Regions from separate parts of the Sus scrofa genome. Here region 1 is linked to region 2. The links are chromatin contacts, called in public promoter capture Hi-C maps. All regions are on one chromosome and are shown on one strand. Each heading gives the region's core, a stretch centred on a gene start, on an enhancer-like site or on the middle of the called end of the contact. The rest is flanking DNA. Distances are from core to core; before and after follow the strand shown. Region 1 holds the start of THAP7 (THAP domain-containing protein 7). Region 2 holds the start of PPIL2 (peptidyl-prolyl cis-trans isomerase-like 2).

Region 1 (7,080 bases), core at 1,373-3,872, 360 kb after region 2:
GAGAACAGGGCTTCTTTCTAGAATCCACTTTTTTTTTTTTTTAAGGGACATACTGTGTCAAATGGAAGTTCCCAGGGATTGGAGCTGTAGCTGGGGCCTATGCCATAGCCATGGCACCACTAGATCCGAGCTGCATCTGCTATCTTCAGTGCAGCTTGTGGCAACACTGGATCCTTAACCCACTGAGTAAGACCAGGAATCAAACCCACATCCTCACAGATATTAGTCACGTTCTTAACCTACTGAGGCACAATGGGAACTCCTAGAAACCGCTTTATTATGGCATCTGGCAGGTCAGACACAGCTCAAGTCAGGTCCCTCTCTAGGCAGATCCTGAAGGAGGAAGAGGCAGGAACCCTGATGGGCAGCTCCTCACTCAGGCCATGCTGCTGCTTAGCTGCATGGCAAAGTCGTGCACATGCTCCTTCAGAGTCTGGCGGGCATCTGCCTGTGCCCGCTTCTCCCGTGCCCGCTCCTGCTGCAGCTTGGTCAGCCGTAGCCTCAGCCGTTGCTCCCGCCGCTTGCAGGCCTGCAGTTGGCGCTGGGCCTTGTCCAGGGCATCAAGGGCAGCCTCAGCCCGCCGCTTCCAGAGCAGGGCACTGCCCACCTGGTAGCTGTGCTCATTCTGGATGTAGGCTCCAGCAGGAGGAGGGAGGCGCAACATGTAGGCTGAGGGTGACACAGGCCGAGGCTCCAGAGGGGACGGCTGCCGCTCGGGCTCCCGCTCGGGGGAGGGCTGGGTGCTGCAGCCTGCTTCATCAGCCTGGGCACCCAGGGGCCCCAGGAGGTCTGAGAACGGGCTGCTGAGGCCAGGCTCCAGCCTCCCAGTAGGGGAAGCAGACAGAGCAGCAGGTGCGGAGGCCTCTTCCACAGGAAAGCAGGTGACATCAGCAGGTGGAGGTGGAGAAAACGGAGTCGTGGGCCCTCGGCCCTCAGAGCAGCTACAGGGAGACAGAGCAAGGGACAGGCCAGGCTCAGGGCTCAGTGACCTCATTTCACCAGCCCACCTAACCCCCATCCCTGAACCATAGGCTCAGAGCCCTGTCCAGCAAGGCTCCATCCGAAAGCCCAGTCCCTCAGACGTGAAGTGGGACATCCCCCAGCGCAGCGCTTACCGCTTCCTGCATCGCCGAAGCCGGCTGACATCAGGGGGGCCGGGTGGGTAACTGTGCCCCTTGGTCTTGGCTGTTCGGCGCAACTTGGAGAAAGACTCAAATATTGTGGGGACTGCTCCCTCCTTCAGCCTGTGGTACCCACTGTAGGGGAAAGCAGTCTGAAGTAGAGAAGAGGGCCTGCACCCCAGGCTGACCTGCAGGGTGCGGAGCCTGCAGCCCCCCAGCCCCTGAACAGGATCCTGGGCTAGCACTGGGGCAGGTGGGAGGCACACTGCAAACAGCTAGTTTGGGGGATGCCAAGTTAAGAGGTACCCCATCTCCTCCATGAGAGCCTCCTGAGAATTAAGGTGACTGGAAAGGCCCCACCAGAACTGGGCTGACCCCCTGAAAGGAGCGGCTATGTTTGTGCCTTTGCTGGCGTGCCTGGGCTCCAGGAGCACCCTCTGGCACAGTGATACCCGGGGTGTGTGTGTCTCTAACTGCTTCCGTCCGGAGAGGAAATTGAGATTCTGAGCTGGGAAGAACCAGGGCGGCCTGCCCTGGTGTCAGCAGGAGGCTCACCTGATTCCCACCAGTTCAAAGCAGTTCTCCTCGAAGTGTTTGGAGCAGAAGTAGATGTACTCGGATGCTGGGTCCCACAAGCCCTGGCCGCTGGGGTCCAGCCGCTGGCAGTTGGCCAGCCACAAGCCTCGCCTCGGGTTGTCCTTCTTGGGAAGCCTGTAGGGCAACAAGCCTGTCAGAGCTGGGCCGCCGGCGACACACCGGATGGGAAGGGCCGGCCTGACTCATGCTGCCCCCGGACCCTGTGGGCACACAGACTAGGAAGCTGAGGCCTCAAAACGTAAAGCGACTGGCTCTGCACCAGGGTGCCTCTGACAGCAGCTAGTTCCCTCTCCACCGCAGCTCCGCCCACCATCAGCCTCTAACTCAAGCCTCGCCGGACCCGCCGAAGCGCGTGCGCAGTGAAGGCTCCTCAGGTGGGCAGGACAGACTAATGAACACGTGACCCTTTCGGCGCCAGCGCGCACGCGCGCTGACCTGTGGAAGGAGATGCCGCGGTTGCGCGTCTCTCGCGTGTCCCGCGTGCAGCAGCCGGCGGCGGAGCAGTGACGCGGCATCTGGAGAAGAGGCAGGAACTCGGTTGCGGGCTGCTATCTGGGCCCGGACAAGCCTCGCGCCCCTAGCCGCCACCCTGCTCCAGGCGGCCCCGTCCTGGCGCGTCCACACCGGCCCGATCTCGTCAGAGGCCCTTCCCAACCCACTCTCCCGTCTCCCGTCAGCGGCACTTACGGTCTCGCCATTGCTGCGCCGCCGAAGTCTCGCGAGATGTGGCTCGCGGCGGAAGTCGGTACCATAGAGACCCGGAAGCGCGCGGCGCTCGCTGAGGGGCGGAGCGGGCCCCGGAAGTGGTCGGCCTGCGGGGCGCCGCGCGCAGGACCGAAACGACTCTGACAAGAACGGGCTGGTCGTGCGATGCGGAGCCCTGGCTGGGCGGGCACGCATGCCTCTGATGAGAGGTGCCCCTTGTGGACGGGAGGGAGGCTCTGGGGCAGCTCCTCCAGAGGACGGGGCGAGGAGGGTGAACGCTGTGGTCCCGCGACTGTGACCCGGACCGCTTCCGGTCCCGGAGGAAGGGCGCGAAGGATCCGGAGTGTTTAAACTTAAAACATTTTCCCCGATTTCCCCACTGGCCTTATACTCTTATTCTGGAAGTAATACAGCAACTGAGGTGCCTCATTTTTTCTCTTTGGGAGGAAACATGATTTTTCCCTAGGAATTCGCTCGGAAAAGGCAAGTATCTGGTCGGGGAACTTGGCCGAAGAGCAACACAGGAGCAGACGACACTCAATACAGAAACTTTAATAGGTAAACACATCTGGAACGTTACAGAGCAGGGTGAAGGGGGGCCGCCTCGCCCTCCCGCTCAGTACTCCTCCCCCTCCTCGGCCTCCGCTTCCACCGAGTCCACGCCCACCTCTTCGTAATCTTTCTCCAGAGCCGCCAGGTCCTCCCGGGCCTCCGAGAACTCGCCCTCCTCCATGCCTTCCCCCACGTACCAGTGCACGAAGGCACGCTTGGCGTACATGAGGTCGAACTTGTGGTCCAGGCGGGCCCAGGCCTCGGCGATGGCCGTGGTGTTGCTCAGCATGCACACGGCCCGCTGCACCTTGGCCAGGTCTCCCCCTGGGACCACCGTGGGGGGCTGGTAGTTGATGCCCACCTGCCAGAGAAGGGGAACAGATGGAGACGTTTATACTGTGGCGTGAAAAATGGTACCTTGTTTTTTAAAACAAGGCCCCATGGGAATTGGTACTTTCTTTTTTGGCAGTATCTGACAACATTTAATATTCTTTGACCCAATACTGTCACGTTTTGGATTTACCCACATAAGAGCAAAAGCTACATGTATAGAGATTTTTATGTATTTAGTTTAGGGTACTGTTTGAAATGGCAAAACTGGAAACATGTCCTTCCTGGGGAACAAGTTATCACACATCTCTACAGTAAAACACGGTACCATGATGAAAAGGAATGAAGAACCTGCCCTGGCCTGTAAATATGTCCAAGGTGTATTGTATACTTGGTAGAAAGCAGAGCAAGTTGAATTCTACCTGAGTGTTTATACTTCAAAATACTTACAGAGTAACAACCAAAGCTGGGAGATACCATGCTGGAGGACAAACAACTGGTAGAGTGCGGACAGATGGCTGGCCCTGACCTAAGGAGCAGCTGGCAGCCAGCACCAGCTTGACGCAGCTCTTCTCCAGAGGAACTGGGAGCAGGGGGCATGTACAGGGGGTTCTGATCTGATCAAGGGGTGCCCCCTACCCCCCAGCTCTAAGACCAGGCTGGCCAGCCCTTCCAAACAGGATGGCTGCCACCTTGCTTTTCCCTTTGGCTACCTGTGTGCGATGAGTCAAGTCTGTCACCTACATGAAAAGAGTGTATTTTCTTTGCCTGTGTTGCTGGCCTCTTGCTGTCAAGATCACTACCAAGAAGCATGATGTGAATACGCACAGAGTATCTCTTGAAGGACAAAGCTCTGAAAGGGAAGAGGACTTCAGCTTTTCACCAGCTTTTTGGACCATTTTAATATTTTGCACCATACTTGCCTTTTTATAATGAAATAACTTAAACACAGAAAAGACTCCTTGGAAATAGTATACCCCTGAAAAAATGGTGAAGTCACAGACTAACAAAAAGGACTGGAAGCCATGAGAGTTCAACACAGTCCATCTGGGGCAGAACCATCTTCTAAGATTCAGAAGCTTCTATGGGAGTTTCTGTTGTGGCGCAGCAAAAACAAATCTGACTAGGAATCTTGAAGTTGCGGGTTTGATCCCTGAACTCGCTTCAGTGGGTCAAGGATCCAGCACTGCCATGAGCTGTGGTGTAGGTCACAGACACAGCTCAGATCCCATGTTGCTGTGGCTCTGGCACAGGCCAGCAGCTATAGCTCCGAGTTGACCCCTAGCCTGGAAACCTCCATATGCCATGGGTGTGGCCCTCAAAAGAAAAAAGAAAAAAAAAAGAAAAAAGAAGGAGCTTCTATGGACAAAGCTGTGACCTGTACCTTTCCACAGACCAATCTTCGCCTGGCTCAGGAATTCAGCCAGTGAGGAGGGGAATCGGTACAGGACACTACACCTCACCATGGTGCTGCCCAGCTGAAACCTCTATGGATGTCCTTGCCTTCCAGAGATCATGGTGAGTGGAGGATTTCAACCCCCACGTATAACTCTAAGGTCTGCAAACCTGTTACAAAAGGTTTAATGAACATTTCCAGGTCAGTGAAATTTGTTAGAGATTTTACCCTTTTCTGTGAGTCACTCTGTCAGTCTTCAATCAGTTGTGAACAAGGACTTTTATCAAAAACCAGGGCACAAAGTAAACCACTGCAGGCATGGTGAGAGGCTTTTAGCCTGGTAATCACAATAGATCTAAAGTGGGACCTTCTGTTATTTGACTTCCAAACACAGGTTCATTGTGACGCTAAATACAGCTGAGTTGCCACCTAAAATGACCGTGCTTCTGGGTGTGAGGCAGTGTTCCCAGGCTGGTTTGGAGAAACAGCAGTGAACCATCCTTTGCCCACATAGTATACACTGGTTAAGGAATTTAAAATTGTTTATAGAAAAATAAGTGTCAACTAATATGTAGTGACAACCAGTGACTGAAGTCATGTAAAAATCTAAAAACCATGATTTCTAACCCTCAAAATGATGAGCACAGACCATGACAAGCTTCTTGAGGAAGCAATGGAGAAATGTGGACAGACAGGCCTGCAGCCAGAGGTCTCTGAAAGTTCCCTGTGTTATTCCTTGTCCCCGAGGCTGTCAGATACTAAAAGCTGTCTCAGTCTCTATAATGTCAAGTATTTTAGTCTATTACCCCATGGGTAGTACAGGGTGGTTGTAAGAAGTACGGGTATATACAGTACTTGGGGAAGATTGAAGCACCTAGCAGATTATTAAAATTGTTTCTCCCTGCAGTGTAACTGCCCTGGAACAGGGGGCCATCTGCAAGGGGGCAGCACTCCATCCCAGGGTCTGCCCCCGGGGTTAAAGGTGAACGTTCGCTGCTGCCCAGCCTACCTTGAACCCAGTCGGGCACCAGTCCACAAACTGGATGGTGCGCTTGGTCTTGATGGTGGCGATGGCCGCGTTGACGTCTTTGGGGACCACGTCTCCCCTGTACAGCATGCAGCAGGCCATGTACTTGCCGTGGCGAGGGTCACACTTGACCATCTGGTTGGCCGGCTCGAAGCAGGCGTTGGTGATCTCGGCCACAGACAGCTGCTCGTGGTAGGCCTTCTCGGCCGAGATGACCGGGGCGTAGGTGGCCAGGGGGAAGTGGATGCGGGGGTAGGGGACCAGGTTGGTCTGGAACTCCGTCAGGTCCACGTTGAGGGCCCCGTCGAAGCGCAGGGAGGCTGTGATGGAGGACACGATCTGCCCGATCAGACGATTGAGGTTGGTGTAGGTGGGCCGCTCGATGTCCAGGTTGCGCCGACAGATGTCGTAGATGGCCTCGTTGTCCACCATGAAGGCGCAGTCCGAGTGCTCCAGGGTCGTGTGCGTGGTCAGGATGGAGTTGTAGGGCTCCACCACGGCCGTGGAGACCTGGGGGGCCGGGTAAATGGCGAACTCCAGCTTGGACTTCTTGCCGTAGTCCACCGAGAGCCGCTCCATGAGCAGAGATGCGAAGCCCGAGCCGGTGCCGCCCCCAAAGCTGTGGAAGATGAGGAAGCCCTGCAGCCCCGTGCACAGGTCCGCCTGCGGGAGAGCAGAGGCCGTGGGTCCACACCCGCCCAGGCCACGGCCAGGCGCCCTCCTTGCCCCCGCAAGCTGACTCGGGTTCACGGTGTCCACAGGGAGCACAAGTCACCCTTAGAGGTCAGACGCAGGGACGTGCCCCAGCCACACTGCGAAGGAAGGGCCTGGCGGGCCTCGTGGTGCTGCCAAGAGACGGGGAGGGAAAACATCCCAGGCAGGCCTGCCCTCCCGTCCGGGAAGCCTTGCCAGGGCCCTTCCTACCAGTTTGCGGATCCGATCCAGCACCAGGTCGACAATCTCCTTGCCGATGGTGTAGTGGCCTCTGGCGTAATTGTTGGCTGCGTCTTCCTTCCCGGTGATCAGCTGCTCCGGGTGGAAGAGCTGCCTGTAGGTCCCCGTGCGCACTTCATCTGCAAAGGACATGCGGGCCACGCTCTTGAGGGTGACTGCAGACTCACCAGGACAGACAGGCCAGGCCCGTCCAGTTCTCTCGGGCACGGCCGCTCCTTGGAGCCCGACAGCATCTCCCAGGGAGGCCTCCATGTGATCCGCATGCCTCATCTGCCGTTTACGGCCCCGGGAAGGTAGAGCCTGACTGGACCCCAAAGGAGGGACACGCTCTCCCGCCCACACACAGGCGGTTCTGCACATGCCATGCTCCGTCCAGGGCATCGCTGAAAGGTCCCTGA
Region 2 (7,098 bases), core at 25-2,524:
TTTAGCAACATGGATGGACCTAGAAATCATCATGTTAAGTGAAGTCAGTCAGACAATGAGACACCAACATCAAATGCTATCAGATATGTGGAATCTGAAAAAAGGACACAATGAACTTCTTTGCAGAACAGATATTGACTCACAAACTTTGAAAAACTTATGGTTTCCAAAGGAGACAGTTTGGGGGGTGGGGGGATGCGCTGGGGGTGTTGGATGGAAATCCTATAAAATCGGATTGTCATGATCATTGTACAACTATAAATGTAATAAATTCATTGAGTAATTTAAAAAAAGAAAAGAAAAAAGAAAGAAAGATGGGGGCAGAGCAGGCTCAGGTGCAACAATCCAGAGCTCCACGTGGGGCATAGTGAATTGGAGATGTCCCTCAGATCTCCAAAAGGAGGTGTCTGGCAAGCAGCTGATCACTGCAAGACTGGTGTGACCACCGCGGAGAAGAGTAAACTGGGAGGGGGGGGGGGGCGGTACAGAACTATGAGGTCCGAGAGAGGGGAGGAGGATCCAACAAAGGAGACGGAGAAAGAGAAGCCCCTGAGGAGTGTATGGTGTCCCAGACACCAGAGAAGGGCTATTCGGCCGTGTCACACGCTGCTGAGAAGCCCAACAAAACGAGGTCTGAAAACTGACTCCCAGATGTAGCCACGCAAAAGTTACTGGATCCCAACAAGAGCAGCGCGGGGGGGTCGAGTGCCTGGCTGTTGTGGTTTCAAAAGGACAGCAAGAAACAGCAGGTAGACACAGGCCTTTCCCATCCTGCCATGAAGAAAATCAAAGAAACTCGATGGCAGCTGGTGGGGCAAGGCTGGTCTGTTTCTAATAGGAGATGCTGGAACTCTCGGGTAGGCTGGGGGGCGTGAACCGCGCGCGGGGTAAGACAGCAGTGGCGGAGCTGAAGGAACGGGGACCCTGGGAAACCCTGAGCCTTACGGGGCCGCCCCGCCGGCGTAGGCCGAAGGCTTCTGGGGAAGCGAAGCTGAGAGGGGTTCGGGGAAAAGGCGCAACGCAGGAACGGCCACAGGCGGGACTGAGGCCAACGGGGCCCGCTCCCGGAGGGGGGCTACTTACATCTTGTCTTTCTGGTGCTGTCGCTTCCCCATGGCGTCGGTGGCAGCGGCGGCGCCGGCAGGACGAGCGAACGTGGCAAAACAACCCCAGACAACTCAGACAGCCGCGTCTCCGAAGAAAAACAATCGCAGACAACTCAGACTCCAGCGTCTCCGTCGACCTCGTAACAACTTCCGGGTCCCTTGGCCCCCCCCCGCCCCGCCCCGCCCCGCCCCGCCCCGGAAGCTGGCGCTGGGTATGCCGGGAACCGTGGTGCCCAGCGCGCGTGCCCGAGGTGGGGGGCGGGGGGCGCTTGGGTGCTGGGGCTTCTGGGCCAGCCCTAGGCAGAGCCACCTTACCCCGAAGGCCCATCTTCCCGGGTGCCTTTCTCTGGACCGTTGCCTATCTGCCCCACAGGGCTTAGACCCACCCTAGTTTGACCTGATTTCTCAGGTCTTTAAAAAGCCCGCCTGGGAGTTCCTGTCGTGGCTCAGCTGAAACGAATTTGACTAGAGGACTCAGGTTCGATCCCCGGCCTCGCTCAGTGGCTTAATGATCCGCTTAACCACCTTGTTGTGAGCTGTGGTGTAGGTCTCAGACGCGGCTCGGATCCTGCGTTGCGGTGGCTATGGCATAGGCCAGCGGCTACAGCTTCAATTCCACCCTTAGCCTGGGAAACTCCATGTGCCACGGGTGCGGCCTTAGGAAAAAAAAAAAGCCCACCTAGCTCAGCGGGTTAGGGATCCCACGTTGCCACAGCTGTGGTGCAGTTTGCACCTAGGGCAGGATTTGATCCCTGGCTTGAGAACTTTACACATTCTGCGATTGTAACAAAAAAGTAAATATAAAGGAAAACTCCCACTAGGCCCCATATCCACTCCTCAACTACCCCCCCCCCGCCCCCCCAAGGCAGACAGCTCAAAAGGGACATCCACACTTTCTGTCCACCCGCTCACTGCCCATACAGTTCCCACTGCCTCCAGGCCCTTCTCCTGGGAGGCCCAGGGGCAGGAGCCATCAAGCCTGAAAGTCCAAAGCCCTGATGATACCTTCTGTCTCTTCAGCCAGACCACCATGTTTGTGTGCCCCAGCCAAGCCCTGGACCTCCCTCTACAGTCAAGCACTGGGTGATCTTGCCCAGATTGATGGCTTTAAACACTGTATCCCTTGATTCCCAAACACTAAATTGCCAGCACTCTTGGGAGTGCCTGTTGTGGCTTAGAGGTAACCCGACTAGTATCCATGAGGACACAGGTTCAATTCCTGTCCTTGCTTGGTGGGTTAAAGGATCTGGTGTTGCTGCTGTATAGGTCACAGACTTGGCTCGGATCCTGAGTTGCTGTGGTTGTGGTGTAGGCTGAGTTCCCATGTTGGATCCCAGCCTCCCTGACTTGACCACCTGACCACCTACTGTGTGCAGGCTCAGACCCATGAGCCTCTGGCTTGCAGTACCCTGACCACTACTTGGGACAGGAGAAAGCCCAAGGGACAGCATGGTCCCTGGGGAGCGAGGCACAAGGAAGGCACCTCCGGGGGGAATTTATTCATTTCTCTGGCCGTGCTTTGCACAAGAGAGGTTACGGGTCCCTCTGGTAGGGCACAGGCTCCACGCTGCCAGGGTCATTCTCTGAGTCATCTTGGGGATGGGGCACAGGCTGGAACTTGAGCAGGACAGGCGGCGTGAAGATGGAGGCCTTCACAGAAGGCGATGGCATCTCCTCGGTGCTGGGCAAGCCACTACAGGCTGCGGTCCTGTACAGGAGACAGGCAAGATGTGCCCATGAGCTCAGACCCGGCACACGGGGCCACCAGAGGGTCCTATAACCAAACCCAGGCTGTGGGGTGGTTCTCAATCCGTCTCTACCCCTGGAAGCCCTTCCCACCGGTGTTTGTTCAAGGCTGTTCATTGTGGCAATGTCTGTGATTATGCAAACCTGGAAACAATCTAAAGGACCATTGGGGGAGTTCCCTGGTGGCTCAGGGGGTTAAAGACCTAGTGTTGTCACCACTGTGGTGTGGGTTCATCCTGAGCCTGGGAGTTTCTGCAAGCTGCAAGCACAGCCCAAAAAAAGTTCGTCAGGGAATTGCTTAAGGAATCATGGTGTAGCTATGCCTGCTGTGACCATTCTGCAGCTGTTTAAGGAACCACGTTGGTCTATATATCCCAACAAGTAAAGCCGCCTCAGTGGTACAGTAACAGAAAAGAGCAAGTTTCTGAGAAGTACAGGCTATATCATCTTGCCTTGATTTAAAAATCAACCAATGTAAAAAAAAAACAACAACAAAAAAAAAACTGATGGAGTTCCCGTCATGGCTCAGTGGTTAACAAATCTGACTAGGAACCATGAGGTTGCAGGTTCGATCCCTGGCCTCGCTCAGTGGGTTAAGGATCCGGCATTGCCATGAGCTGTGGTGCAGGTTGCAGACTCAGCTCAGATCCAGCATTGCTGTGGCTCTGGCATAGGCCAGCTGCTACATCTCAAATTAGACCCCTAGCCTGGGAACCTCCATATGCCGTGGATGCAGCCCTAGAAAAGACAAAATAAAAAAATTAACCAATGTATTGGGATTTTTTTTTTTTCCCTTTTTAGGGCGGCACCCACAGCATGTGGAAGTTCCCAGGCTAGGGGTCAAATCAGAGCTGAAGCTGCTGGCCATAGCAACACCCGATCCTTAACACAGAATGAGGCCAAGGATCAAACCCATGTCCTCATGGATACTAGTTAGGTTCCTTATCACTGAGCCATGAAAGGAACTCCTGGGACTCAAATTTTTTTTTTTTTTAAATCTTTTTAATAATTTTTTTTTTTTTCCCACTGTATGGGACTCAAATTTTATGCCTTCATTCTGTATTGTGAACTTTCTTCCATAGAATATGTTGTGCTTCTGTGAACTTTTTTTTGTTGTTGGCTACACCCATGGCATATGAAAGTTCCTGTGCCAGAGACTGAATCTGAGCCACAGCTGCAACCACAACTGTGCCAACACTGGATCCTTTACCCCACTGCTTGGGGCTGGGGATCAAACCTGCCCTTTCACAGCGACCTGAGTGGCCAGTCTGATTTTTAACCCACTATGCCATGGCAGGAACTCCTTATGTGAACTTTTTAAAAAAAATAATTTAGGAGTTCCCGTTGTGGCTCAGTGGAAATGAATCTGACTAGTTTCCATGAGGACACATGTTTGATCTCCGGCCTTGGTCAGTGGGTTAAGGATCTGGCTTTGTTGTGAGCTGTGGCATAGGTTGCAGATGCGGCTTGGATCTGGCATTGCTGTGGCTGTGGCTTAGGCCAGCAGCTACAGCTCCAATTGGACCCCCAGCCTGGGAACCTCCATATGCCATGGGTGCAGCCCTAAAAAGACCAAAAAAAAATTTTTTTTTAAATAACCCATTTTTGATGGTGGGTGCCACGATAGCACAGCTCACTCAGAAAGTGATCCATGGGAGTTGCTACTGTGGCTCAGCAGTAACGAACCAGACTGGTACATGAGGACACTGGTTTGATCCCTGGCTTCGCTCATGGGTTAAGGTTCTGGCATTGCCATGAGCTGTGGTATAGGTCGAAGACACGGCTCAGATCTGGAGTTGCTGTGGCTGTGGTGTAGGCCAGCGGTTGCAGCTCCGATTTGACCCATAGCCTGGGAAACTCCATATGCCATGGGTGCGGCCTTAAAAAGAAAAAAAAAAAGAAAGCAATCCATAACTGGCGGCTACAAATTGTCCCCATGGATAAAATACTTCAACAAGCAAAAGAAATTGAGTAAATGATGCACCATCCACACAGTGGGGTGTTCCGCATCTATTATCACTGGGGGAATTCAGGTATTTGTTTGTTTTTTTGGGGGTGGCTGCACCCATGACATGCAAAAGTTCCCTGGCCAGGGATCAAACCCAAGGCACAGCAGTGACAATGCCAAATCCTTTACCTGCTAGATCACCAGCTAACTCCTCCCTCTTCTTTTTGAGGTAACGAATATGTTCTAAAATTGGATTGTGGTGATGGTTGCACAACAGTGAATATATGGAGAGCCATTGCAGTGGACATTCTGGGTGGGTGGATTGTATGCAATGTCAATTATCTCAAAAGGTCTTTAGAAAAGGACTAAGACAATTGGTAGTATTTTCACAGAAAAAAATGAGTGTCTCTTCTTTTTTTTTTTTTTTGGTCTTTTTGTCTTTTGTTGTTGTTGTTGCTATTTCTTGGGCCGCTCCCGCGGCATATGGAGGTTCCCAGGCTAGGGGTCGAATCAGAGCTGTAGCCACCGGCCTACACCAGAGCCACAGCAACGCAGGATCCGAGCCGCGTCTGCAACCTACACCACAGCTCACGGCAACGCCGGATCCTTAACCCACTGAGCAAGGCCAGGGACCGAACCCGCAACCTCATGGTTCCTAGTCGGATTCGTTAACCACTGCGCCATGACAGGAACTCCGAGTGTCTCTTCTTAAAGCCTTGACAGCACAGAACTCCCTTTCATTTGGTATTTTTGAATGATTATATGTAACATATATGCTAGCAATCTTGTGGGTACATTTTTCATTACTAAGTAAGCCAAAAACACTTCTAAAGGTCTGCTTACTCTCTGAGTGTTATTGTTGGTAAGTCTTTTACCAACTGGGAATTTAGAATCATCCTCATAGAACCGTGTGAATTTCTCACATTAAGACATCAGAACGCTCATTCACGGCTGGTGGGAATACAAAATGGAATTCACTCTGGAAGAGAATTTGGCAGTTCCTTATAAAACCACATGTATCTTGCACAACTAAACAGCAATCATGTTCCTCGATATTAGCCCAAAGGGGTAAAGAACCTAGATTTAGGAGTTCCTGTCATAGCTCAGCGGTTAACAAACCCAACCAGCATCCATGAGGATTCAGGTTTGATCCCTGGCCTTGCTCAGTGGGTTAAAGATCCAGCATTACCATGAGCTGTGGTGTAGGTCACAGAAGCGGGTTGGATCCTGCGTTGCTGTGGCTCTGGTATAGGCCAGCATCTACAGCTCCAATTGGATCTGTAGCCCACGAACCTCCATATGCTGCGGGTGCGGCCTAAAAAGGCAAAAAACAAACAAACAAACAAACAAAAAAAACACAAAACCTTAGATTAAAAAAAAAAAAAAAAGATTTCCCATCGTGGCTCAGTGGTTAACGAATCCTACTAGAACCATGAGGTTGGGGGTTCGATCCCTGCTCTTGCTCAGTGGGTTAAGGATCCGGCATTGCCATGAGCTGTGGTGTAGGTTGCAGATGTGGCTTGGATCCCGAGTTGCTGTGGCTGTGGCATAGGCTGACAGCACCAGCTCTGATTAGACCCCTAGCCTGGGAACCTCCATATGCCACAGGAGTGACCCTAGAAAAGGCAAAGACAAAAAAACAAACAACAAAACTGCACACGGATATTTAAGGCTGCTTTATTCATAATTGCCAAAATCTGAAAGCAACCAAGATGTCGTTTGGGAAGTGAATGGATGATAAATCATGAATCATCCAGACAATGGAATATTATTCAGCACCAGAAAGAAATGAGCTGTCAAGCCATGAAAAGATATGGCGAAAACTTAAATGCACACCACTAAGTCATGGAAGCCAGTTTGAAAAGGTTGCACACTGTGTGATTCCAAGTACACACGTTCTGGAGAAGGCAAAGCTATGGAGACAGTACAGTAATCAGTGCTTTCCAGGGGTTGGGGGAGAGGGAGGGAAGAAAAGGCAGAGCATAGAGGACTTTGAAACCACTCTATGTGACGCTATAATGGTAGATGCATGTCACCATACATAAGCTATGGATTTGACATAATGAGTTATCGTGTAGGTTCAAGGGCACTCTGGGGGAGGCTGCACGTGGGTGGGGGGGGCAGAAGGATGTGGGAACTCTACTTTCAGCTCAGTTTTACTGTGAACCCTAAACTATTCTGAAAAATAAAATCAACACGAAAATGTTAAAAATAATGATTCATGGAATTCCCAAGTGGTGCAGTGAGTTGGGGATCCGGCGTTGTCACTGCTATGGTTTGGGTTCAGACCCTTGTCTG

The links. Promoter capture Hi-C pulls out the DNA fragments that hold promoters and counts their contacts.
Region 1: a promoter capture Hi-C map of liver shows a contact between it and region 2, with 9 times the contacts expected there. The contact joins the promoter of THAP7 here to the promoter of PPIL2 in region 2. A contact is called at or near these places in 1 of 5 promoter capture datasets (liver) and 1 of 2 datasets of contacts at active chromatin or transcription factors (alveolar macrophages).

Annotation. Positions count from the first base shown.
Region 1 is chr14:50,591,156-50,598,235 of Sscrofa11.1, forward strand. It overlaps THAP7 (THAP domain-containing protein 7), which reads right to left and starts at 2,623. Exons shown (of 4, transcript XM_013983196.2): 1 at 2,406-2,623; 2 at 2,154-2,233; 3 at 1,677-1,832; 4 at 257-941. The coding sequence starts at 2,618. The coding sequence ends at 377. LOC100510930 (tubulin alpha-3 chain) reads right to left here. Exons shown (of 5, transcript XM_003133000.5): 3 at 6,653-6,801; 4 at 5,711-6,391; 5 at 2,960-3,336. The coding sequence ends at 3,040. It overlaps P2RX6 (P2X purinoceptor 6), which reads left to right and starts at 4,721. Exons shown (of 11, transcript XM_021074045.1): 1 at 4,721-4,823. The coding sequence starts at 4,799.
Region 2 is chr14:50,231,568-50,238,665 of Sscrofa11.1, forward strand. PPIL2 (peptidyl-prolyl cis-trans isomerase-like 2) reads right to left here and starts at 1,275. Exons shown (of 21, transcript XM_001929539.5): 1 at 1,084-1,275. The coding sequence starts at 1,115. It overlaps LOC100155534 (verprolin), which reads right to left. Exons shown (of 7, transcript XM_013983173.2): 7 at 2,586-2,814. The coding sequence ends at 2,640.